Regions from separate parts of the Mus musculus genome. Here regions 1, 2, 3, 5, 6 and 7 are each linked to region 4. Evidence: chromatin contacts called from public HiChIP or PLAC-seq and promoter capture Hi-C data. All regions are on one chromosome and are shown on one strand. The core of a region is the stretch at or near the end of the contact, and the rest is flanking DNA. Distances in the headings are between cores, read along the strand shown. Region 1 holds the start of Evi2b (ecotropic viral integration site 2b). Region 2 holds the start of Ksr1 (kinase suppressor of ras 1). Region 3 overlaps Ksr1 (kinase suppressor of ras 1). Region 4 holds the start of Nf1 (neurofibromin 1). Region 5 holds the start of AU040972 (expressed sequence AU040972). Region 6 holds the start of Rab11fip4 (RAB11 family interacting protein 4 (class II)). Region 7 holds the start of Omg (oligodendrocyte myelin glycoprotein).

Evidence for each region. Promoter capture Hi-C pulls out the DNA fragments that hold promoters and counts their contacts. HiChIP or PLAC-seq counts read pairs in DNA pulled down with a chosen protein or histone mark. Capture Hi-C pulls out chosen DNA fragments and counts their contacts.
Region 1: a promoter capture Hi-C map of pancreatic islet shows a contact between it and region 4. The contact joins the promoter of Evi2b here to the promoter of Nf1 in region 4. A contact is called at or near these places in 2 of 39 promoter capture datasets (macrophages and pre-B cells), 1 of 15 datasets of contacts at CTCF or cohesin (the NIH/3T3 cell line), 1 of 484 Hi-C or Micro-C datasets (CD4 T cells), 3 of 115 datasets of contacts at active chromatin or transcription factors (bone marrow-derived macrophages, effector CD8 T cells and memory CD8 T cells) and 3 of 9 other capture datasets (adipose tissue, liver and pancreatic islet).
Region 2: a promoter capture Hi-C map of fetal liver shows a contact between it and region 4, with 3 times the contacts expected there. The contact joins the promoter of Ksr1 here to the promoter of Nf1 in region 4. A contact is called at or near these places in 7 of 39 promoter capture datasets (embryonic stem cells, fetal liver, hematopoietic stem and progenitor cells and 3 more), 4 of 484 Hi-C or Micro-C datasets (B cells, CD8 T cells, embryonic stem cells and 1 more), 3 of 115 datasets of contacts at active chromatin or transcription factors (all in embryonic stem cells) and 1 of 9 other capture datasets (adipose tissue).
Region 3: an H3K27ac HiChIP or PLAC-seq map of microglia shows a contact between it and region 4, with 5 times the contacts expected there. The contact joins the enhancer-like site here to the promoter of Nf1 in region 4. A contact is called at or near these places in 1 of 39 promoter capture datasets (the C10 cell line) and 8 of 115 datasets of contacts at active chromatin or transcription factors (bone marrow-derived macrophages, embryonic stem cells, large pre-B cells and 3 more).
Region 5: a contact with region 4 is called in a promoter capture Hi-C map of stem cell-derived epiblast-like cells, with 2.5 times the contacts expected there. The contact joins the promoter of AU040972 here to the promoter of Nf1 in region 4. A contact is called at or near these places in 7 of 39 promoter capture datasets (the C10 cell line, embryonic stem cells, hippocampal neurons and 3 more) and 1 of 484 Hi-C or Micro-C datasets (embryonic stem cells).
Region 6: a promoter capture Hi-C map of stem cell-derived epiblast-like cells shows a contact between it and region 4, with 4 times the contacts expected there. The contact joins the promoter of Rab11fip4 here to the promoter of Nf1 in region 4. A contact is called at or near these places in 5 of 39 promoter capture datasets (the C10 cell line, embryonic stem cells, hippocampal neurons and 2 more), 1 of 15 datasets of contacts at CTCF or cohesin (large pre-B cells), 7 of 115 datasets of contacts at active chromatin or transcription factors (the SCID.adh cell line, bone marrow-derived macrophages, embryonic stem cells and 2 more) and 3 of 9 other capture datasets (adipose tissue, embryonic stem cells and liver).
Region 7: a promoter capture Hi-C map of embryonic stem cells shows a contact between it and region 4, with 2.0 times the contacts expected there. The contact joins the promoter of Omg here to the promoter of Nf1 in region 4. A contact is called at or near these places in 4 of 39 promoter capture datasets (the C10 cell line, embryonic stem cells, pre-B cells and 1 more), 1 of 115 datasets of contacts at active chromatin or transcription factors (memory CD8 T cells) and 1 of 9 other capture datasets (liver).

What each region holds. Positions count from the first base shown.
Region 1 is chr11:79,521,851-79,525,306 of GRCm38.p6, reverse strand. Evi2b (ecotropic viral integration site 2b) reads left to right here and starts at 1,545. Exons shown (of 2, transcript NM_001077496.1): 1 at 1,545-1,695. The region is part of intron 36 of Nf1 (neurofibromin 1); the gene reads right to left. Evi2 (ecotropic viral integration site 2) reads left to right here. Exons shown (of 4, transcript NM_146023.4): 3 at 1,572-1,695.
Region 2 is chr11:79,144,223-79,147,858 of GRCm38.p6, reverse strand. Ksr1 (kinase suppressor of ras 1) reads left to right here and starts at 1,386. Exons shown (of 19, transcript NM_013571.3): 1 at 1,386-1,804. The coding sequence starts at 1,580.
Region 3 is chr11:79,124,445-79,128,127 of GRCm38.p6, reverse strand. All of the region lies in intron 1 of Ksr1 (kinase suppressor of ras 1), which reads left to right. Among named protein-coding and RNA genes, the nearest start is that of Ksr1, 20 kb to the left of the region's middle. Within about 2 kb of position 2,292, at least 49 of the 459 cell types and tissues checked have an H3K27ac peak or open chromatin away from gene starts, as enhancers often do. A contact at or near this core is called in microglia, where this site is marked.
Region 4 is chr11:79,338,132-79,341,708 of GRCm38.p6, reverse strand. It overlaps Nf1 (neurofibromin 1), which reads right to left and starts at 1,817. Exons shown (of 58, transcript NM_010897.2): 1 at 1,650-1,817. The coding sequence starts at 1,709.
Region 5 is chr11:79,482,537-79,485,861 of GRCm38.p6, reverse strand. It overlaps AU040972 (expressed sequence AU040972), which reads left to right and starts at 1,831. Exons shown (of 4, transcript NR_045305.1): 1 at 1,831-1,916; 2 at 2,144-2,224; 3 at 2,298-2,478. All of the region lies in intron 36 of Nf1 (neurofibromin 1), which reads right to left.
Region 6 is chr11:79,589,479-79,592,917 of GRCm38.p6, reverse strand. It overlaps Rab11fip4 (RAB11 family interacting protein 4 (class II)), which reads right to left and starts at 1,706. Exons shown (of 15, transcript NM_175543.3): 1 at 1,484-1,706. The coding sequence starts at 1,642.
Region 7 is chr11:79,502,638-79,506,005 of GRCm38.p6, reverse strand. It overlaps Omg (oligodendrocyte myelin glycoprotein), which reads left to right and starts at 1,924. Exons shown (of 2, transcript NM_019409.2): 1 at 1,924-2,103; 2 at 2,979-3,368. The coding sequence starts at 2,101. All of the region lies in intron 36 of Nf1 (neurofibromin 1), which reads right to left.

The DNA of each region.
Region 1 (3,456 bases), core at 296-2,795, 180 kb before region 4:
AGTGATTCATCCTGGCTACACATCAGAACCAAATAAAAATATCAATGCCTAATCTCACGCCCTCCACCTGATTCCAGTTATATTGAGCTGACTTTCAAGTCAAGTACTGGGTGTTTCTTCCTAACTTCCTAGATGATGTTACCTTTTTCCCCCGTATAAAAGATTTATTTATTATATATAAGTACACTGTAGCTGTTTCCAGATGCACCAGAAGAGGATGTCAGATTTCATTATGGATGGTTGTGAGTCTCCATGTGGTTGCTGGGACTTGAACCCAGGACCTTCTGATGAGCAGTCAGTGCTCTTAACTGCTGAGCCATCTCTGCAGCCCGATGGTGTTACCCTTGACCATCACATTTACCTCTGTCAACTCTGTTACTTCAAATTCTGGGTTACATCTTTAAATGAACTGTGTGTTGAGAGGCACATGAAATCAAATTATTTTCTTTCTATCTTTTTTAATGTGTATGGGTATTTTGCTTGCATATGTGTCTATGCACTACATATGTGTCTGGTGCCCACAGAGGCAAGAAGAGAGCACCAGATCCTCTCTAGGACTGGAGTTACAGATGGTTGTGAGCTTCCATGTGGGTGCTGGGAGCTGAACTTGGTTGTTTGGAAGAACAGTCAGTGCTCTTAACTGCTGATACAAATTTTCTCATGAATTTACTACTAGTTTTAAAAAAAAGTTCCTCTCCCTAAATGTTTAGTAAATCATAACCAGATAAAGCAAAGTGTCGATAAAATGAAAATTAAAGCACAGAGGGCAAGCAGACTTTCCCCTTTCACTTTTACTCTCCAGAGCATCATGAATGTCTTTCTTTCTCTCACATCTCTTCTGGCTGCTCTGCCCTAGTCCTTTTGTGGTTATAAGGTCTGGGGGTGGAGTGAGGGGTTTTGTTTGTTCTGTAATTCAGGCTGGCCTCAAAGTCACTGTGTGTGATGATCTCCAACACACCAGAGAGCCTCCTGCTCTGCCTCTAAAATGCTGAGATTACAGGCATGCATCATTATGCCAGGCTCTGCTTGTCTTCTTCAAGGGTAAAACAGACCTGATTGGAAATGACTTCAGACAGTTGCTCCCATTTTCTGCAATCAAAGATGAAGTTGGGTGGCAGACACAGAATAATTCAGTTATCCTCATGGAGTCAATTTAAGCTACCGATGAAGGAGTAACACTCACATGCACGGCTCACCTGCCATGGGAGGTGTCATCTTACCCAGTGCTCACAATGTTCCAAAACAGTAGGTTTTTAGAGGAGGAAATGGTGAGTGAGAAGGCACTGACTTGCCTGAGACCTACACAACATTCATTTCTTCTAATAAGAAATATCCCTCAGAATTTACCTCAGAATAGATAATTTCTCAGGCAAGACTCCGTCCTAAATTTTTAGATTATGGATCCCCATGCCTGGAGAGTCAGGGATCAGTTACAAACATCAGCTACAAGCACTTAAAGTTATATAGATTGTGTTTCAAAATACGCTCTGGTGAAGGAGCAAACTCTTAGTCATTCTGTGGCATATTGCACTTCCTGTAACGGCTACTGATAAACTTCCTCTGCTGCACAGAAGCCGTCTCAGTGCGCTGGAGACCACCGTTAATCCGCACTGAAACACCCCTTTGCTCTCTCAGCCAAATCACCAACATGTCCTGTTAGAACAAGAATTTACATTCTGCGAAAGAAGTTCACAGGTAAGCACACCTGGACACAGGCCCTCTGATTTCTGATTTCAGTTTTGCTTATTTATTTTAAAAACTAAAACAGTATTAGTGTTTCATACTTAGTTGAATTCAGCTCTCAACAGTTTAAAGATGTCTACAGAAAGTTTCTGTGGTCCTGCTGTGCAGAATTTTATAAATTTATACTCAGGGTTGATACTGTCTGAAAGATTTTTATCAAGATTTTAATATTATCAGCCCTTTGAAGTTTACTCAGTCAAAATATTTGTTAAATCACTTTAATAATTTTAAGTAAGGCAAGAGTTAAAAATAAAATTAAATTCTACAGGCTTTGACTAAATTTACAATCTCTAAAATATTGTTTAAAAAATTCTCAAGCTGGGGCAGAGCCTGCCCCACATGTATAAGGCCTGGGGTTTGGCCTGGCATTGTAAACAGAGAGGGGACAGAGTCTAAGTTACTTTCTACACAGACTGTCTATTCCTATAGATTTAGATTATCTCATCAGTATTTTCCCCACTATTTAGAAAGAAAAAAAAAAAAAAAGTCAGTGCTTTTACATGCAGCCCAGGCCGGCTTCTAACTCAGATCTTTCTGTCTCCAACACACAAGTTACTAGGATTAAAAGCATTCACTACCATTACTGGCATAAATTATTTTTGTCTAACACTTTAGTTTATAAACCATCAATGGTCACCTTCGTTTTAACTTAAAGAGAAATTAAATTAGATGTCATTTTTGTATAAAATAAATTTTATATTTAAGTAATAATTATGACATATATTATGTCATTTTAAAAGTTCCATAAGGCCGGACATGGTGGCGCATGCCTTTAATCCCAGCACTCAGGAGGCAGAGGCAGGTGGATTTCTGAGTTCGAGGCCAGCCTGGTCTACAAAGTGAGTTCCAGGACAGTCAGAGCTATACAGAAAAACCCTGTCTCGAAAAAACCAAAAAAAAAAAAAAAAAATAAGGTAAAAGTTCCATAAGGAAAAAATATTATGATAAAGTGGGTATGTGCATATTCACATGTGTGCTTATGCCACATACTCTGAGCTGACCTGTTAGTGAAGAATATGAACAGAAAGAAACATTCACAGAAAGAACGTTTTGTAAAAACTTGTTGGTATATACAAAAGATACTTGCCTTGTGACTAAATGGAACAATTACATAAAATAAATAAAAATGCACTGAGCTTCCAAAGACCTGCAATCCCAAAGAAAAATAATTTGGAAGTGGGTTAGGTCCTATTTTAACACTTTATCAACATAACTTTTCTTTATAGCATCCTGGTTTAATTAATTAATTAAAGTCCTGGAACTCTGTAATCAGGCTGGCCTTGAACTCACAGAGAGATCTGCCTGGCTCTGCCTAGGCCTCTGCCTCTCTGCCTCTCCTCTGCCTTTCTTGTTCATAATTCTACAAAGGCTCCAGCATGTAGCAGAAGTCCAAGGCTCAGGGCAGCATGGTTTCATACTGTGCCACCACTAGGGCTGTGACAGCTTGTCAAGTTAACCAAGTTCTCTCTCTCTCTCTTTCTTTTTTTTTTAAAACTTGGAAGATGAAAATACAACCACCTAGGTCATGCAAATAAATCTTATTACTCAGGAATTTTCTGGTGTTCAGCAATGGTAGCTATTTTTACTGATAAAAAATGGCCATAAAATACTACTTGTAATTTGAGATTGATTTCCTTTTCTGGTTTCTTCCTACTATGGTTTTAAAATCTCACTAGTTTAGAGACAGCACTAGTACTATGTGCCTACCTCTTA
Region 2 (3,636 bases), core at 137-2,636, 190 kb after region 4:
CTGCTGAGCTATCTGTCTAACCCAACACTGTTTTTGAGGCAAGACCTCACTATATATGTAGCCCAAGCTGGTCTTGAATTCACTATTTGACCAGATTGGTCTTGAACTCACAGAGATCCTCCTGCCTCTGCCTCTGGAGTGCTGGGATTAAAAGTGTGTACACTTGACTTCAGTTTTTACTTCTTTTTTCGAGACAGGGTTTCTCTGTGTAGCCCTGGCTGTCTTGGAACTTGCTCTGTAGACCAGGCTGGCCTGGAACTCACAGAGATTCTCCTGCCTCTGCTTCCAGAGTGCCACTGCCACCTGGCTCATTTTCACTTCATTTTTATTGCTAGAACATGTGAGGTGGACTGATGGGAGAGGAGAATGAGCAGGTGTGGTAAAGCTTAAATTAGGGCAGACTGGGAAACACCACTGCTAAGACCACTGACTGCTGAGGCTCAGGGTCTCATCTAGATAGTGTGAAGTTAGAAAGGAGCTAGCATGTATACTTGATCGCACATGCCAGCAGTTAATATGGGTGCTGTTAGAAACATAACTTTTTTAAAGAAACCCTCTAGACTAGATGGCTATGACTACCCTATTTGATGTGAAGGGGAAACTTGGGCACTCAGAGGAAAGCTATTTGTCCAAGTTCACATACTGGGTAGACCCAGGTTCTCTCTGGCTCGAAACTCTTAGAACTGTTCAACAAATTAATATTTTGCCCATGTGGCATCTACAGGGTATGGGGGGCACTAAATTTATTTTGTTGAGTAAATAGAACACAGAAGAAAGTCCTTTCTCCTTGCCTGCACAGTAACTTTGGTGTGACAATTCAGGGTCAAGCTCTATGTGAACACAAACACAGCCTCGTCGGGTGTTGTGAGATTTTGATGAAGGTGGGTGTTTCTTTTTCTTTTCTTTTGATAGTGTTGGGGAATCAAACCTAGGGCTTTGTGTTTGCCTGGCAAATGTTCTGCCGCTGAGCTACACTTTTAGCGCATTCCCATACATGGTAACCCCTAAACTCATACAAAAATTTTAGGACCCTCAATATCCTACAAGACAGGGGTTATCTGGGTCTGAGCCATCAGCCCCTTCCCCACCCCATTCGCCAGTCTCGGAAAGCTACTGATGTGTGTGCGCTTGCGTGTGTGAGAAGGGTGTAGTAGTGGGAGATGGGGGTAAAGGAATCAAACTCCCTAGACCACGACGCGCACGAATTGGAGCAGGCGCAGAGCAGCCCCTTCTAGACGTCAGGCGGGGCCGAAGTGCGGGCGGGGCCCCGAGGGCGCGGGCCAGAAAGCAGATGCGATGCGCGGACTACAAGTCCCAGAATGCGTCGCGGCCCCGATCCGGCCCCCGCTGTCGCTTAAAGGCTCCAACAACCACAGCCGTCGGGTAGTGGAGGCTTTCGCTTTGCCGCCGCGTCTGGGCGGGAGGAGGAGCGGACTGGGCAGCAGGCTTTCGGGACTGCAGGCTTAGGCGGCGCCAAGGGGCGCTCCTAGTGCAGCCTTCCTGGCTCGGGGCTTTCCTGCCGAGGCGCCCGTGTCCCCGGGCTCCTCGCCTCGGCCCCCAGCGGCCCCGATGCCGAGGCATGGATAGAGCGGCGTTGCGCGCGGCAGCGATGGGCGAGAAAAAGGAGGGCGGCGGCGGGGGCGCCGCGGCGGACGGGGGCGCAGGGGCCGCCGTCAGCCGGGCGCTGCAGCAGTGCGGCCAGCTGCAGAAGCTCATCGATATCTCCATCGGCAGTCTGCGCGGGCTGCGCACCAAGTGCTCAGTGTCTAACGACCTCACACAGCAGGAGATCCGGACCCTAGAGGTAAGGGGCCGTTGCGCCCCACGTCCGGACCCGGCGGTGGCCCGGGAGCCGCCCCACTGCTTTCCTTCCCGAGTTGCATCCTGCAGCGGGGTTGCTGGCTGGAGTCTTCCTCCCTTTCCCGAGCTCTCTGATGCGGCAGCGTGAGGACCTACGACCAGCTCTCACTTTGGAAGAATTTAGGGGAGGGGGGTGTTAGCGTGGAACTGGATCGAGTCTCGAAGACCAGCGTGCCGAGTAGGATGCACAGGGCACCCCACTGCAAACCCCTTTCCGCCTTCACCCTATTTCCAGTGCCCACAGTAGTCATTGTCCCACTGAATCACGCGCCGGTCTTTTCTCCGTGTGCTTTAAGTCCGGTAGCGTGGGCTGGGGCGATGTGGGGGACGTCCCTTGAAGTGTGAGCGTCGATCGATCGGTGGCACTGACTTTCCCCTCACTCCCCACTCTCCTTGTTGTCCGTTTCTTTCCTTTCCACCAGGTCTCTGCCGCTTTTCAAAAAGTGTTTGCTGAAACAGCATTTTTGCTGTTCAGGCGTTGGGGTGCTTGTCTTTGGAGATGTCACAGCGGTTCACTGCTTAAAATGAAATTACCCTTTGACTTCCCTACTCCACCCCAAACACTGAGCTTTGGCCTAGGAAGGATTATACTGGGGAAGGGAACCTTTGGTAAGAACAGGCTACTTAAGGGGGTTGCTGACAGAGATAACCTGGAGTGCAATGAGGAAACAAGATGTGTGAGCTCTCTTCTCTCAAATTATACAGTTGGGAAGTGCAGCATTAAAACGATTTGGAAGAACCAGCCAGAAAGGTGGTTGGCATTTCAGAAGGGGACGCTCCCCCACCCCCTTACACATTGGGGGGGAAACTAGTGCCTTCCCAACTTGCTTTTGCCCAGAGACTGGAAGACCTTTGAAAGTGAAGGGGTTATTTAGTAACTCTTTCCCTAAGAAGGGCCTTTCCCTGGCATTGCCACATTTGGTTTCTGTAGGTCTGAGGATGTCTTGTTAGATACATAATACCCTTTCTCTCTCCTCTCTCTCTCTCTCTCTCTCTCTCTCTCTCTCTCACACACACACACACACACACACACACACAATTGCTAATTGCATCTGCCAGCTGTCCTAGAGCCAGCTGATGATTGCTGTAATTATTACAAGACCAGCCCTCCCTCCTCTCGCACCACAAGCCTGAATCCTTGTTTGATCCAAAATGCTCAGGGTGACTCTCCCTTAGTTGTATTTTCATAAAAGCCATGAAGCCAGGGACATTGGGAGACTCCAAACAGTGCTGGCTATTATTATTGTTTTTTTGTTACAGTTGCTATAGCAGGACTGACCTGGGGTTTGCCTTAAAAACAAACCAACAAAACCCTGCACTGGGAGTCTCTGCATGTGGATTTCTTGAACACAGCTGAGTGTGTGTGTCCAGCAAAGTTCACTTTTTAGGCTGATACAATAGGAGGCCTGTGTGTCATAGTTCTGGGCTCGTTGTCCTGCCATGTATATCTGTTGAGTTGCTATGTTGTTGGGCTGTTGAATGTTCTGGGTTGGCCTTTGTAGTTCCTCCCCAGGTCCCTTTGAGGTGCTCCTGGGTCCCTGGTTGTATGTAGAATGGCTTATTCTTTATTCTCTGCAAATTCTCTTTGTCCTCTGAGATTGCACATCTTGACAAAGTTGTGACATCAGATACCCCAGAGTCTCCAGCTGTTCAGGCCTCTGAGCTGGTTAGGCAGTAGCCTCCCTACTGGGTGCATTTTGAGGTCATCTCTTGTGGCTTCTGAAGGCCCAAGGGCCATTTGCAGTGTGAACAAGACACATGCCCTGTTCTTTGCAA
Region 3 (3,683 bases), core at 1,043-3,542, 210 kb after region 4:
TCCATCGGCAAGGCCATGGTTAATTACTCATGCCGTAGCCCAGCCTACAATGCAGGGGTTATTATGTACCCCAGAAGCTACTTAAGAAGGCTGGGAAAGAACACGGCCTTGTTTACAACATTACGTTAAGAGAAAATAAATATCCAGATGGCGAAGTTGTATGCCTGCAGCACTTATAGTTATGTAAATTGGTAGAAATATGTATGTAGATGGGAAAACCAGAAGTGAAGTAAGTGGGTGGGGGCTGCTTTTCGTTTGGGAAAAAAAAAATCCCTTCCTCACCCCTATCATGTCACACTTTAGCTTATCACTGTGTTGCTTGGAGAAAAGGCTCAGTGGTTAAGCACACTGGCTGCTTTCCCAAAGGACCCAGGTTTGATTACCAGCAACCACATGATGGGCAACCATCTGTAACTCTAGTTCCAGGGGATCTGATGCCCTCTTCTGGCATCTGAGGGAACTAAGCATACTCATGGTACACAGACACGTTTAGGCAAAACGGTTATATGTACATCGACATTTTTTAAAAAATGAAATGATGAATGTGTGAATGCCTACCAGACTCTAGTCCCTGAGCTGGTGGCCAGATATGGTGTGTCCCAGACTAGATTCCCCTGTCCTTGCTGGGAGCGCACTGCCACAGGCTGGAAGCTTCCCTCCATGATGCTCACAGAGACCATAAAAAAACAAAACAAAACCAAGCCTTTCTGGAACAAAAGGGAGACTCGTCCTGTAGTTTTCTCCTCTGGACACTTAGGCTTGTGTTAAAGCAGGTTGTTAGGTAGCCCAATGCTGACTCCTGACTGCTGGAATGACAGGCCTGTGCCACATCTGGCCACTCAGACCTTTCTTCATCTAGTCCTGGATTCTGTAGCGGAGCTGAGAAGTTTCCAGAATCACTCTCTTCTGAGCTATTTCTAGCAAGGAGTCCTGTGGGAACAGAACTGGCCTGGTGCAGAAAGAGCTTCCCAAGTCCTGCTGCCTCCGTTTAAGCAGTGATGGCTGCTGTCTGTAAGCCGAATCCCCACTAACAAGGGGAATCCTGCCCCTTTGAGTGCAGGTCCCTCAGCATCAGCCATCTTGGGAGGAAGACTGTGGCCCCAGCTTCATTTCCAAGGTGCCCATGCTTGTTGGTCCTCTTAGAGACACCCTGGGAGTTGGGTACCAGTGTCGATGAGGATGTTTGTAACTGTAGCATCCACTGGTACAGGAACCGTACAGGAACTGTTCAGGGCTCTTTGCTCACAGAGGACACTTATCTTCAGCTGCCCCTGGGGGTCTAAGCAGCTCCCGAAGGGCCATCCACTGGTAGTATGATAGCCTGGGATTAAACTTGCAGTCTGACAGGTCTCTGTCGCTGGACACATGATGATGCGAGTGTGGAATCCAGCCACACAGGGAAAACAGCAACCCAGTGACCCTGCCCCACTCCCTGCTGCCTGTCTCAGCCTTTCCAGGATACCCTCGACGCTTTCCCAGCCACCTCAGGGATGGCTACCCATTCTCCACAGAGGGTGGGTGACTTTACCTATAGGAGAGATTTCCTTTCCCTTTAAGGATGAAGACGGACATGTCTGGGGTTTTGTCATTGTTGTTGAAACAAGGTCTTTTCCTTCTGGTTGAGGCTATTGAGACTGGCCCGGGAATATGCAGTCCTCTGGAGTCAGCTTTCTGAGCACTGAGATTACAGTATTGAGCATGTGTTAATAACTAATCAGTCAGACAACCAGTCAACCAATCTCTCTCTCTGTGTGTGGTGTGTACAAGAGTGTAGGTTCCATGAATGTATGTGCACACGTGGAAGCCATAGGTTAGTATCAGTTGTCTTCCTTGGTTGTCCTCAGCTTTTAAAAAGTTTACAATTTTATATATGTGAGTGTCTGACCTGCATGTATACACTATACCATGTGCTTACAGCATCTGTGGGGAGCAGAACGTGTCAGAAACCCCTGGAACTGGTCACTGATGGTTGTGGGCTGCCATGTCTTCTGCAGGGACAGCATGTGCTCCTAACTGCTGAACTAGTCTGCAGCCCCTCCACAGTAGTTTTGTGTGACAGGAAGCTCTGTAAGACGCGATGGCAGCCCAGGCGAGACGGCTCAGGGGGTAAATGTGGTTGCTGCCGAGCCTGCTGACCTACGTTCAGTTTCCTGAAGCCACATGGTGGAGAGGGAACCCCCTCCAGTGGATTGTCCTCTGACCTCCACACACCAGCCCTAGCCTATGTGCCGCCTCCATGGCCTCTTAGAAATACAAGCAGAATAAGCAAGGGACAGCGCTGGCTTTTGGAGTTGCTGAAGTGGGCTCCTGTGTGCTTCCCCTTTCTGCTGCTAGCTGCCTTAGGCTTGAGGTCCCACTCTTAGGTTGTTAGGGGAAGAGTTTTGCTTTTGAGACAGAACCTTGCTATGGAGCCCAAACTAGCCTTGAACTGGATCCTAGTATAGGATGCTCTTTCCTGTTGAGGTTTGTAAACCCATGTCACTATGCCCAGCCTGAGGCAAGTGCACATCAAAGGGGTTAAGGGCCAGCGAGAACTCAGAGAATGTGACTAGTGGTCCCCAAGGATGCTCAACACAGCATGGTTTACACCCATGGGGAATTGCAACAATCCACCTGTCTAACCCTAAACATACAACCCTGAGATACTGTGCCAGCAAGACCAAGCGCATTTGAATGACAGCCTTTAAAACACCCCCTTGCTATAAAGAATTAAAAAATGATCCTAGTATACCGCTAACTGGGGGAAAAAAAAAAACTAAAAACAATCAACTAAGCAAAAAAGATGTCACCAAAGAGCGGGAATCCACTTAATTATTAAAAAATGAGACAAGCCAGGTGGTGGAGGTGCACACTTTTCATCCCAGGACTTGGGAGGCAGAGGCAGGCAGATCTCTAAATTCAAGGCCAGCCTGGTCTACAGAGTAAGTTCCAGGACAGCCAGGGCTACACAGAGAAACCCTGTCTCAAAAAAACCAAACAAAACCCCCAAAACCAAAACAAAACAACAAAAAACAAAACAAAACAAAAAGACGGAAAGACAAATACATGCAAAGGCTGCTATTGAAGGATGGCCTTCTCTCTGGCTTGTCTTCTTTTTTTTTTTTTTTTTTTTTTTTTGGTTTTTCGAGACAAAGTTTCTCTGTATAGCTCTGGCTGTCCTGGAACTCACTTTGTAGACCAGGCTGGCCTCCAACTCAGAAATCCGCCTGCCTCTGCCTCTGCCTCTGCCTCTGCCTCTGCCTCTGCCTCTGCCTCTGCCTCTGCCTCTGCCTCTGCCTCCCAAGTGCTGGGATTAAAGGTGTGCGCCACCACGCCTGGCTCTGGCTTGTCTTCTTGGCACCTTCCCTTTCTTGTTTTATTTATTTTTTTGTTGTTCTAGAATTCACCGCCCCCCCCCCCCCCCGGGGGTGGGGTGGTTGACTGTGCTGTATTCTTGCCCACCTGATTTTTTTTTTTTTTTTTAAATTTTGAGACAGGGTGTTACTAAGTTGCCAGGGCAGGCCCTGCAATTCCAATCTTCCTGCCTCAGGCAGCTGGGATCCTCGGCCCCTGCCATCATGCTTAGGTGGTATAGGTGGTAAGGGCTTAGGTGGTTGGCTTCCTTCCTTTCTCGGGTTTTCTTTGGTAAAACCTACGTTTCTTCTGTCAGGGAAAAATCATGCCATGTTTATGTAAAAATGTTT
Region 4 (3,577 bases), core at 568-3,067:
TAGAATCTAACATTCTACTTAATGTTCTACTGAAATCTAATGCTCTATAACTGGACCAATTTACACAGTAATATTTACTTCTTCAGGCGGGTTACAACAACAGTTTGTTTTGATGCCTTTTGGTCTGGAAACCAAATGAATGAAGTCTCTGATAGCTACAAAATTTTATCTATGTAGGTTTGTTTTTTTTGGGGGGGGGGTGTTGAGACAGAATCTCCCTTAGTAACCTTGACATCCTGGCATGTAGTCTGTAGACCAGGCTGGCCTCCAACACACAGAGATCTACCTGCCTCTGACCTCCTGTGTGCTGGGACAAAAGTCATATAACCACCACATTCAGCTCTGTGTAGGTTTCCCAGTGTCCTCTGGGTAGACTTCCTCTGTCGGATAGGTCAAAAGATTGAGTCCTATAAAAAAATGTCTGCTGGTCAAATTAAAGAAGAAACCCTTCCCCTACCTGTCAGCTCCCATAATCAGTTTTGTGATTAAACCCAATAAACAAAAGAGATTGGTTCAATTCTAAACAATTCTCTCATTAGAGGACACCCCCTGGCAGAACTGCAACAAAAAGCAACCATCCTTTAAACCAGCCCCAGCTATCTGTAGATAGCATCAAATTAAACTAGTTCTCATGGACAAAAGGCTATGTGTGGGTTGTCTACTCATCAGCCTTAGAATTTTATGTGTGGAAAACTCAGCGAATAAAAAGCAACCTTCCTAAACTACAAAACTTTTCCCTCCATCCCAAGTAGTCTCAATGAGGGTTCAAAGAGTCAAAAACAAGTCAAACAACAACAAACCATGGTCACAATTATTGGCCCTAGGACCACATCCTAGCTGTCTGTCTCTGCTGTCTAGTCTGTAGCTAGATTTTCCCTTTGCTTTCACCCTTCTCCCCTTACTCTTGGAGTCTCACTTAGGAAAGCCAAGATTCATTCTGGGGCTGCTGGCAAGCAGGGACTGGAGAGGGGGGTGTGATCATCAAGCAAGGAAGGGGGAGGGGAGTCATTTCAGAACTACGGTTTCCCCTGCAAACGCAAAAGGCAACCTTGTGTCATCCGGCTATCAAGGATGCTGGTGTGAACATCATCCAGGCAAGCTGACGCCCCGAGCAGAAAAGTAAGAAAACCTGTGCTTTCCCTACTCCTGCCCCCAAGGGGCAGCTACAGAAAATGGGGGTGGGGCAGGATATTATCTTGCTCCTACTGGGGATGCATACACAGACTGGGGGTTCCTTCGGTTATCCCCAGTTACGAGGATGGGGGGGAGGGGGTTAAGGGAAGAGGGAACCCCTATCTACCTCCTTCTAAAAGGGGAGAGTTAAGAGAGAACCATTAAATCCAGATGGAGTGGCCCTGAAAGCGCCCCCAGGTCACTCATCCCCGCACCAAGAGCAAGCGGAAGGGCTGGGATAAAGGGGATGGAGGGCTGGTCACGGGCAAGGCCCCACCCCCCCGGTTTAGGAGGGAAGGAGAGCCCCGGCTCACAGCCGAATCCCCGGGCAGTCCCCTAGCGTCGCCCCCCCACCCCAGCCCTTCCTCGGTCTGCGGAGCCCCCGGCAGCCCGAGAGGCAGCCGCTCCTTCCTCCCCTCACCCACCGCGTCCCCACCCCCACCCGCTCCCACCTCCTGCCCGCCGCGGCCCGTTACCTGCTCGTCGAAGCGGCTGACCACGGCCTGGACCCATTCCACCGGCCTGTGTGCGGCCATGTCCTCCCGGCGACCCGGGGGCGGTGGAGGGCCGGCGTCCGGGGCCCGCCTGAGGGCGGGCGGGCGGCCGGCGCGGAGGTGAGGGCAGCGGCGAGCCGAGCGGCTGAGGAGTGCGGGCAGCTAGCGTTCCCACGGGGGTGGGGACGGGGGCCCGCGCGGCCCGCCGGGAGGGGGACAGGGGAAGGGGGCGTTGGCGAGGAGACTGGGGGAGGGGTGGGGAGGGGAGCCCGGGGAGGGGAGGGCGCCTGTGGGTGGCTCTCCCCACTAGCGCCGTCTCCCCTCAGCCATCACAGTCCGAGACGCCGCCATGACACCCCACCGGAAGTGGGATCCTTTCCACGGCTCGGGGAGAGGGAGAGCGAGCGAGCTTGAGATTGAGAGCGCGGCTGGGAAAGGGGAGGGGGAAGCGAGAGGGAAGGGGCCTGCTGCGCATGCGCCCGCGGCCGGCCGGTTTCATTAATGAAAAAGCGAGTCCTCCTGGAGGTGACGTCACCTAACTCCTCCGGGCCCGGAGGCGCGCGTCCCTCGCTGCCGCGGGTCTCCCCACCTAAACTGGCGCGGGGCTCTGGCCAGAGAATCTGAGCCGACTCCGGTGCGTAGGCTGTCATTGCCACCGCCGCCTCGAACAGCCCTTCCCCCGCTGGCCTCCGGGCTTGGATCGCTCCCGGGGTTAGAAGTTAGGGTGTCCTGAGGCTAGGCTTTCTCTCCGACCGCTGATCTCTGTCGCTGATCTGTCCCGGAGGCTGGAGTCAGTCTCTCTCCGCTTTCTTCACTTAAAAATGTAAGGCACACACCGCCACGCAGTCGATGGGGCTTCTGAAGGCTGCTGAAAACGGGTAAAAAGAAGGCCAAGAGAGATTCCGTGATTTTTTTCTTTTTAATGTCGCTTAAATTCCAAAGCAAGGCCCAGTGGTGATCCAAGTTGGAGACTAGAATTCCCCAATCCGAAATTCCTCAACTAAACTGACGGACAACCAAGTTAATAAAACTTTTTGCACGGATGATAATTCAGATTGAAGACTAGTTCACCATACTGTAAAGACCTTTAAAAGGCCTAACATTTATGCATTTCAGCCTTTCGAACAAACCTTTCCAGTAGGACTCAGTAGCCTGACCTATCTGATGAACAGAGCACTGGAGGTTCCAGGATACATGCCCAAGGGCTGATAAGTACCAAAATGGTTTGACTCTAAGAACAAATCGAGAAGGATGGCTCTCCAGAAACAAGGGCCTTCCCAATGCCCAGAACCAGAGTTTGAAGGACTTGTGTGGAATTGGCTGTGCACACTTACAAAAGAGGATAAACCCAAAAGATAGTTTGCTCGGGGCTAGCCTGTTCTACTTGGGGATTTCCAGGCCAAGCAGAGCTACAGGGTGAAGCTCTCTACTCATCGGATGGGGAGGGAAAGGCGCTCTGACACTGGACTTTGAAATGAGTTTTCTTCAATGCACTTGAATTAAGTCAGTGTTAAAATGTGTTTAGAAGCAGGATGTGGAGATGCTCGCTTTCATTAGAGGCAAGCAAATCCTCCTGAGTCAACCACTGCTCCATAGTGTGGCCTTGTCTCAAAAACAAAAGTGTGGACGCGCACTCAGACAACAGCCTGCAGCCATCAACCATTAGCCACATAGGAAGATACCAACTGGGTGATAAGATGAAACAAAACCACAATTTTCATTTCACCACAGAAAATCCACAGAGCTAGTAGCCCACGGACAAAGTGGTATAGCTGTAAAAGAAGTCTCAAGTCTAGGTAGGTTAGTGATCTTCCAAGATGCAAATTAAGTTAATGTTTCATTCCACTGAAACAAAAGGACAGAGATTGGCTGTTTCTACGATCCCTTCTTGAAAGCTGCAACATGGATAC
Region 5 (3,325 bases), core at 582-3,081, 140 kb before region 4:
CAAAGCCAAACACCAGGCCAGAAAATGATGTACATATTGTTTTCTCTGGGCTGGATGTGATGGTTGTCAACTTGATCAGATCAGTCGTGATAACCCTCATGAAAATGGATCTATTAACCTTCTCATGTGGACAGAAGGAATGCTCAGGAGCCACGCTCCCTGTCCCGAAGGGTATGCTAGGGGTAAGTAGTTGCTGGAGGGAGAAGACTCCAGGCATGCAACTCTGAGATCCATCACTGATGGAGACAAGGGCTTTGGTGAAGCTGCACACTGAGTCACTGATGCTCCTGGAACACTATTAGCACAACTTGGAAGAATAGCTCCTTCGGTCTATCATTTCCCTCTTTGTCTAGAGTGAATGGAAATAGGTCACCCAGGACAAGTCACACAACTCATGTCACCAGCACTCAGGTACATTCCCAGGTAGTTAACCACAAGGCTGACAGGAGTGGTATGGCGATATGCTGGAAGGAGACAAGAAGCACAAATATACCAAGTCCAAGTCTCATACCAACCCAGGTAAAATGTTCCAAATAATTTGAGTGTCAAACTTCTATTGATTCAACTTTAGGTTGTCAAAGATGAGTGTATATATGACCTACCAAATAGAAGCCAGAAAATAATAGTGGGCTCTTAAATTTAGGCTGATGATTCGTGAACGTATGTTTATGACACAGAGGAAATAAGTCAAATGACCAATAGTTGCTACTTCAGACATTACTAATCATATCATTGGAGAGACAGAAATAAACTGACAGCTTTTCAATAAATCCCAGTGTCTCCTAGTCTTAATAATACTTACTATGCTAGAAGGTAGAGAAAATACAAAGAATAAGAGGTGTGCTTGACCTGAAGGCAGGGCAAGAAAAAACCCAGACTCTGATAACTGCAATTTCCTAAAATGACTAATTCTTCACCATAAAATTAGGGCATGTTCATACATAGAAAAAGGGTACTGACATCAGAGGTAGGCCTCCACAGGAGGAACTCTGAGCAAGGAAGGAAAAAACTTCAGACACAATGACAATATTAAGGTCTTTCAAGGCTGGATAATGGTAAATAATTTTTGTTTGTTTAGCATCATTAAGGTTAATAAAAAAAATAAGATAGTGAGAAACCAAAGGTTAGACAGCTAGTCATTTGGCTAAATGATAAATGAAATTAACAGATTACGAGAAGACCCAGGGCTACATGAGACCCTATCTTATAAAGCAAAACAAAACAAAGAGACTCTGAGAAAAAATAGGGAGAAAACACTGAAGTAAGTAAGGCAAGATTGAGTTGTTAGAAGCTTGATAATAAGCTGAATAGGCAGACTTGATGGCCACACTGTAATCTGAGCACTTGGAAGCGTGAGGGAAGAGGATGGTGAGTTTAAGGCCAGATGTTCAGAAGATTCTGTCTCAAAGAGGGGCGGGGAGGAGTAAAAGAATAAATTCAAAAGGTCAGGGTTAGAAAAACATAATTAATTACTGGGCCACAGTTAGCTCAAGGAGTAAACATCACTACAACCATTTCAACTCTATTCCCTAGAGTCAATTCTCAGAATAAGCAGGGAGTAGGAGAGGCATGGTAGCAGACACTCACTATCTCAGGCAGTGACTTAGTGCACTGCTCTGGTTGCCAAGAGGCTTCTTTTGTTGATTTTCTAAGTATGATCACAACTACCCTCCACAAGTGAGGTTAGAGATTTAGCAAGCATTTGCCTATTCATTCAAAGGAGGGGAAAAACTCAGCACAGAGTAAGGACATGTACTGGCTTGTTCCCCGCCACTCTCGCAGTGACTTCCTTGTGTACCAACACCACACCTTGTGTCCATTCCTGCTACACTCACGGTGCCTGCCATGAAGATGAAGCTGTTACTACAACACAGCCCTATTTCCCCGGAAAACACTGACTTCAGCTCGTGAGAGAGGTGGCTTAGGACATTTTTTAAAAGGAAACTTCTGTAATTGAGTCTCACACTATCACTTCCATGTCTAATTCTTTCTTTAAAGTGCCATGCGAGGGTACTTTTATCTTTATTTATCAACATTTAATCTCTTAAGATGTAAAATTCCTAAATTATTTTAAAATCATCATTAATGCTCTTACTTGGTTTGAAATCATGATAATTACAAAGCAAATTATATATTCGTCTAGTTAGAGTCAACCCAATGAAGCAATCCATTTGGGTGCATGCAGGAAGATTAAATGCAGTGAGGTATTCACTGGATCCTTTAAGTAAGTACATAGACTTTACAAAGATTTTATTTGAATGCCTTAATCTCTGTCAAAGTCTGCCTGTTTACACTAGATGTTTGGAAACGCTCCTTCCGATACTTCCAAAGAGGCGAGGCTCCAAGCACGTGACTGGCTCCTAGCTATATTATTTAGAACTCGGAGAGTGAGAAGAGACTTCCCTTCAGGATCATTCTCCAGGACCCAAGACAAAGGCTGAATTCATAATCTTCAAAACTAGTCTGCCAAATCAAAAGGTAGTAGTAACTCGAAAATGGTTAACTATGTATTAGAATGAAATAGAAGTTCTTGTATATATTCCTAAAATTTAAGTTTAAGATTTGAACAAAAAATATAATATTTTATCATGGTAAGCAGGGGTCTGCTTATTACAGGTATAGCAAGCTATTAGATTTGAATACATGCTAAGAGAAAAGTAGCCTAATTCTAGAGAGAGTACTGACCCTTTGGTATAGGAGCCTGCTCTGTGTTACCATTCATACCGGCTAAAGAACCTGAACTAGGATTCAGACTCAGGCTCTCAGTCTGCTTACTGTAGAATAGGCATCTCTAGACATGCTGTATGTACCCCTCGTGTAGGCTCAGCTGTAAAATGGCAGACTCATTTGTAGTCAATTCTAGATTTCCTTTTTAAAAAGCTATGGAATTCTCTTAACAGCTCGCCCTTTGCTCTCTTCTACCCCTAAAGAAGGTTAAAATGAAGGAAACCTTAGCATTGGGGAAATCATTTGACTTATGGTTGGTTTTTTTCTTCTACTTTGTTGTAAAGATTTAAAAGTAATATTCTAATTTGTAGAGCTACCCCTTAAACTACTAAGCGAGAAGCTTCCTCCTCCTCCTGCTACTCTCCTCTCCCACCCAGTCTGTCAGCCAGTCCTTCAGGTCGAACCTTTGCTGCTGTCCTGTTCCTCACACCAACCCCATTCTTACTGGTTCAAATGCCTCATGGTTAACTTGTTTGCAAAACAGGAAAACAAAATCAAGCTCCTTCTAGTATTCAGAACGCTTATTCCTGAAGTTAGTGACCTAGATAGAAAACAAGTCTGTTATCGGGTGAGGTTCAGAAAGGAGGGTTGTTATTTG
Region 6 (3,439 bases), core at 457-2,956, 250 kb before region 4:
TCCAGGCCCACTAATGCTAAGAAAACAGTCTGACAATTCACCAGCAGCCTCTGTAGGAATCTAGCTCCTGGTAGTTGGCTTGGAAACGGTTTGGAGCTTCAGACAGGGGTGAAAGGGTGGCAAGGGACAAGGGTAGAGGAGTGATGTTTTCAAAGGTTTATAGGCTACAGTGCAGAAGGGAAACCCAGGTAGGTTCCTGTGCAGAACCACAATGACCCAGTGACAAGCTGGTTGGTGTCTGGAATGCGGAGGGAAGAGGATCTAAGGATGGGAGGTGTTTGTCCAGCCTAGGAATACTATTAAACGGCTCCAGCCAGCCCTCTGCCAGAGGCCCCAGTGGGGGCCATCCCCATGCCTGAGGTTTTCTGATTCTGGATCCCAGGTTTCCGCCCAAAGCAAGGAGAATTCTCCACACCAGCAGCCTGTAGCCTCCTGGGCTGCTCAGCCTGCTCAGGTAGAAGGTATTGGCCAAGAAGTGGGACGCTGGCATCCTCTGTAGAAGAAAGGCTGAGGTAGCAGCAGGAGATGCTCCCGAGCAAACCAGAGAGGAGATAAAGGACTTTAAGGAGAACTGCAGTAGTAAGCTGTCTGAGACTGGGGACCAGAGTCCTCACACCTGACACCTGCCTCCCTCCTCCACCTCCTGCTCTCGGGGATTTCCAGGTTCTGGCGAGTGCCCAGCCACCTAGAAAGGGGTTGTCATCACCTCCCACTTGCCATCCAGTACAGCAGTTGAAACCAAGGCCCAGAGGGTCTCAGATGACCTTAGAAACCCAAAGTTCAACCAGGTCTTTTGAATCCAGAGACGCTCAACACTGCAGGGTTTCATTAACACGGTGTCCTGCCCTTCTCTCAGACACGGATACTAGCCCCTGTGAGGATGGCAGGAGGACACTAGCCCAACGCATAGGTATTCGTTACACACTGGCAGTTCAGACCCTGCCATTTCACATTGGCTGACAGTACCCACAATTCTGCTCTCTGCCACCCATGCGGCCCAACACCAACACCAGAGGCTCAGCTAACCACTCCCGGCTTGGTCCTGCTTGGCCCTCTGCAGCCAGCACAGTCTGCTGCCAGCTAGGCCTGCCCATTTAGCTTGAGTGGAAGGTCACCAGGAACTGGACCAGAATCCAGGGTGGCCCGGAGCAGACATCCCTTCTTTTCTAGGTTGGGTAGGTACAGCTAAGGACCAGAGACTGCAGAACATCCCTGCTTATCCCTGTCACCCGTAGGCCTGGCACGGTGCACACATAGCCCTGTGACTTGGTTGTGTGTGGGAGGGGGTGCTCAGAGACTGGATTTTAAGGGCACCTCTTCCCCTCCCCAAACATCAAGGGGGATTGGAGACAGACCAGGGGGAACGGCAGGTGGGCCGGCCGGCCACCGCGGGCATGCCATGTGATCCACAGAGAGGCCCGGAATGTGACTGCGCGGGGTCCCTGCGGTTTCCCCGGCCCGGGGACGCGCCCGAGCTCCTTACCTCCTCTCCTTGCCCGAAGCGCAGGCCGAGCGCCGCGACGCGCTCCACGCGTAGAAAGCCGTCGGGGTCGCGGCCGCACACCTCGAACACTTCGCGCAGGCGGCGCACGGAGCGCAGCAGAGCCGCGGGGGCGCCCGCCCAGCCCGCGCCACCCGCCATCCGCGCCGCCGGCAGCTAGCCCAAGCCCCGCGCTGCCGCCTTCGCCATCGCGCTCGCACCGCCCGGGTCTGCGGCGCGCAGCCTCCGCCCGCGGCGGCCGCTCGTGTCAGCCGCTCGTGTCTGCCGCGCGCCGCGGGCCCGCGTGGGGGCGGGGCGGGGCGGGGCTGCAGACAAAAGGACCCGAGCCTCCCCAGGCTCCGCCCCTCCTAGACCTGAGCTGGAGTTGGGGGGTGGGGGGTGGTTGGAACTCAGCGCGGCCCGTGCACCCCGCGGCTAGCCAGTGTGCACCGGCCGCGTCCTTTGTCAGCGCTGGGTGTTGCAGGTGTTCCTTGCCTAGTATTCGATTGCTGCTTTCGCTTCCCTGGAAGCGGAGACCCCTGAGAAGCCGTTCCGCTTGTTGAAGGAAAGGGATGGGCGCAGTGTGGAGGAGCAGGGAACCTTAGAATGGTGGCGGGTGGAGGGGACTAGAAGTGGTGGTGGGAGGAAGTGTCTTCCATTAGGCTTAGTGTCAACAGGGCCCAGAAACACCGGTGGCTTGGGAACCCGTAGCTCCTGTCCTCTCTTATTTTGCTGGCAGCCTCTCAGAGCTCGGGACTCCATCCTGGGTGTGGACGACCCAACCAATTTTGCCTTCTCCTAGTGAAGTTCAACTGAGCAGAGGTCAAGCCTAGTCTCCCGTCTACCCATCAACCTTGTTCAGCACAACAGACCACTTAGGAGTGGTTGCGCCCAACTCAAGCACAGACCTTGCCTGAGCCCCCAGATATGCGCAGGCTTCTTCCTCAGTCTGTCTCACCTCAGTTCTGAGCCCTTCTTCCAAATCCCCATGCATTTCTAAAACTTTGCTAGGGTGTGCATGGTGGGAAACTCTAAGGGTTATGCTATGTCTTAGTGTCCTCATGTTTTTGATCTCTGGTCAAGTGTGAGCCCAGAGCAATTCAGTGGTGTGAACAGGGAGTGCAGGGGACTTGTACCCAGTTTGGCACAAGGACCACACAGGGCCTCCCTCTCTGAGCCTCCAATTCCATTCTGGTCTTCAGGATGAGTCTTAAATATGGATGTCCTGAGTGGCGACTGCTTAGTCTCCCCTGGAGTCAGGACTCCAAGGGTGAGCCAGGCTGTCCCCCCATTTGATGCTTTACTCTTCCAGAGGTCCAATCTCCCTGGGAAGAAAGCCTTGTGGCTTTAAGGATCAGAGTCTACCGTGTTCATGGAGTCAACCACTAGAGAGGGGAGGTGTACCGTCCTGAAAAGTGATTTTTGTTTTTGTTTTTGTTTTTCTTTTCTTGGTAGGTGGATGCCTCTCTGTGAGGTACTAACACATGAATGAATGAATGAATGAATGAATGAATGATAAATGGAAAGCAGGTTGCAGCTGGGGCCTGCCCCCTGGTGGGAGCTGCAAAAATGTCTCTCAGAGCCCACCCTGGTAACACAACCTGGAAAGCAAGAGACCTTCCTTGCTCACCTCAACTGCTCTACGTGAGGCCTCAGATCGATCACAGGGGAACCAAGCCCAAAGCCCAAGACCACATCCCAAGCTCTCCAAAGGCAGATTGGAAACAAATTCCAAAGCTATCCCGTATCAGACTCCTGGGACAATTCTGAACTCTGTCTGCCATTTCTCCAGAGCAGAGGTTACAAGCCTTGGCATCAGGACCGCCTCCTGCCTCTCGGAAATACCTTAGTTCCCTCCTGCCTCCAGGCCTGGGGTGACTGGCTCTGCGCCTTGTCTCTTCCAACTCCTGTGGCCCATTTGCTCGATTGCAGATTCTGTGGAGGTGGCGCCTCCTATAG
Region 7 (3,368 bases), core at 675-3,174, 160 kb before region 4:
AAAGTCCAAATGAACACTCAACGTAAAGCGGTAATAAAGCCCTGAACCAATAGCAGTCACTAATGGTGCAGACTGCTTAAATGTAGGTCCTTTTTGAGGAACACTAGTTTTACCTAGAAGGTGACTCCTACAAGATAGTTCTGTTCTAAGAAGATAAGCTATAGATTTCAATTCCATCAATTCCTTTTTAGATACAAATAAAACTACAGCCCATGAGATTTAGCAGGAGACAATACAAGGTATTACTTAAAATGTAATATACTAATAATTGCTGGTTTTTATATGGTGACAATTTCATAATAAGTATGTCTTAATTTTCTCCTTTTCTTTCCTATGATAAGTGGTCATTTTGTAATATAGGTTTGAGTTTCAAGTGATTATTTATCTAGTTTACTTAAAATACCATGAATCTAGTCATATTTTACAAAAATTTTGATTATAGTTTCATCTTTTACAAACATTGTTACATATATTTTTAAGTCTATTGACTTTCTGGGAAAGATAACATATAAATATGAAACACTAAATAAACAATTGGAAAGTAATAGTTTTTATTTATTTTGTTTATTTTGGTTTTTTGAGGTAGCATTTCTCCATGTAGCCCTGGCTGTCTTGGACTCGCTGTAGACCAGGCTGGCCTCGGATGTGTAGAGATTTCCCTGCTTCTGTCACCTGAGTGCTGGGACTAAAGCTGAGCACCGCCATGGCCAGCATTTTATTTTATATTTTCAGACAGGGTCTCATCTATTCTAGGCTGGCCTTGAGCTTGCTGTGTAGTCAAAGCTGGGCTTCAATTCCTGGCCTTCTTACTTCCACCTGCTGAATGCTAGGATTAAAGGTGTGTGTTGCCACTCCAGCTTTGATACTGCTATTCATAAAAATAAAATTATCTTTTGTTCAGACCCAACAATACCTCTGGAGAAAGCAATACTCTATCCATACCATCCAAAACAAGTTTCATGGAAGAAAAAAAATAGCAAAATCAAAACCAAACAACTCCATCTAACTCAAATACATAAAATGTAAACAATTATTTTACCATTTGACTGGTAATTAAAAGTAGAACATTAAAATAGAAGAAACAAAACAAAATATCTAGTATCTACTGGTTATGGTAGTGCACATCTTTAATTCTAGCAGTGAGAAACAGAAGTAGGAAGATCTCTGTGAGTTCCAGGCCAGCCAGGAAGACACAGTGAAACGTATTTTAGGCTGGTGTTGTTTTATAGTCCAGCATCCTTATTTTACATGTGGCTTGTTCTTATTTGATCACTGTCACTAAGGCAGGACTGTGTGCATGTGCTGGGGAAGGAGACTGTGACGACAACGCAGCTGGCCTGTGTGCAGCATTAGTCAAACGATCTTTTGTATCAGGAAGGCAAAAACAAAGTAATCATATTGAGTATTCCTGTGCTTCCTAAAAGGTAAGATGAAACACGTAATTGACTGATAAATTCGAAAAGCTAATTAAATATAATAATAGTAGCCACGATGGAGGAAGACATAAAAATCAAGATTTCTATCATGACATACATATGAAAAGGTTACGAGACAATTTAACTGTTTTTGAAAAGAACATAAAAATGCGGAGATTAAAAATAGTTCAATGAATATCCTGGAAATCAATTCACAAAGAACATTTTTCAACACATAGAAAGAATGTAGAGGCTTTAAGAAAAATTACAGCAAGCAAATGTTAAATGTGCAACCTAAACTCAGAGAAATACACAGAAGTAAAGCCCAGCCCTAATTTGCATGAAGTATTCTACCCGACAGAGAACTGAAGCTATGTAAGGCACTCTCTGGGCTGTAAATTAAAAAAAAAAAAAAAAAAAAAGAAAAAGAAAAAGAAAAAAAAAAGTCCATTTTGTTGCGTATGCACCTCTTGCAATAAATTTGAGTCAGCACCAATGACAGCTCTGCAGTCCTCCTATGTGGTGCTGATCAGGTGGTTGCAGAGCTTCGGCTCACAGCAACACAATGCAGCTGAGCTGGCAAGCAGAGCCCACAGCCAGAAACCCTTCCGACTCCCACAACAAGACGACCTTTAAGCTGCAAGTTTCCCGGAGAAAATGAGATACTGATAGTGAAGACGACATTATGGTAAGCAGTTGTTTAAATTGGTAAAAGACGGATTTTGAATTTTTTCCTTTTCTTTAGCTTTTTTTTTTTTTAAAGCTAATGTTAGGATTGAATATATTCAATAACAAGTGCATGCACCAAAATCTGCTGCAGTAATAGCCGAGGTTTTCATTTTAATGTCCACTCACTTTGTAAATACATATATTGTTTTTCCTTTAAAATTGGTACTGAAATATAAGGGAAAAAATCATTTTACAAATGTACGCTATCGGGCTTGATTTTTCCAAGTTCATTAAAACGTTTTTTACCAGGATATAGTTATCCATGAGAAGATGAAATTTCAAAAACTGTTTTAATCTGTTTTAACATCTCAAACTACAAACATATTGTGTCTTATAATACTGCAGAGATTTAAGAAAAACAGACATGACAGCCATTTTTTTTCTGAATCAAAAACATTATCAAAAATAGTAACAGCCTAAGTAAGCCTATAAAACTCCTCATTTGCAGACAGTGCCATTCTATCATATAAAGGCTCCGAGAAGATAAATAAGATGAATATACTAAAGGATAAAAATAAAGAGAAAATGTAGGAGAGTCTCTCTCTCTCTCTCTCTCTCTCTCTCTCTCTCTCTCTCTCTCTCTCTGCCTTTCTGTCTGTCTGTCTCTCTCCCCCCCAGTTCCCCCACCCCCACCCACCACATAGCCCCAATTGAAGGATTAGGCATTTGGACTATAAATGAAGGGCAGCTTTGTTAGTTTAATCACTGGAACAATTATAAAAGGACTCAACAACAAGGAGGTTTATTGAAAATTTTGCCGAATGCTAACTGACCCATGCAGATGCTGAGAGTGAATTTGCATATTAAAAGAAGGATGTATCTGTTTGTTTTCAGGCTTTGATGGAATATCAGATACTGAAAATGTCTTCCTGCCTGTTCATCCTTCTGTTTCTCACGCCTGGCATCTTATGCATTTGTCCTCTCCAGTGTACATGCACAGAGAGGCACAGGCATGTGGACTGTTCAGGCAGAAACTTGACTACATTACCACCTGGACTGCAGGAGAACATTATACATTTAAACCTGTCTTATAACCACTTTACTGATCTGCATAACCAGTTAACCCCATATACCAATCTGAGAACCCTGGATATTTCAAACAACAGGCTTGAAAGTCTGCCTGCTCAGTTACCTCGGTCTCTCTGGAACATGTCTGCTGCTAACAACAATATTAAACTTCTTGACAAATCTGATACTGCTTATCAGTGGAACCTTAAATACCTG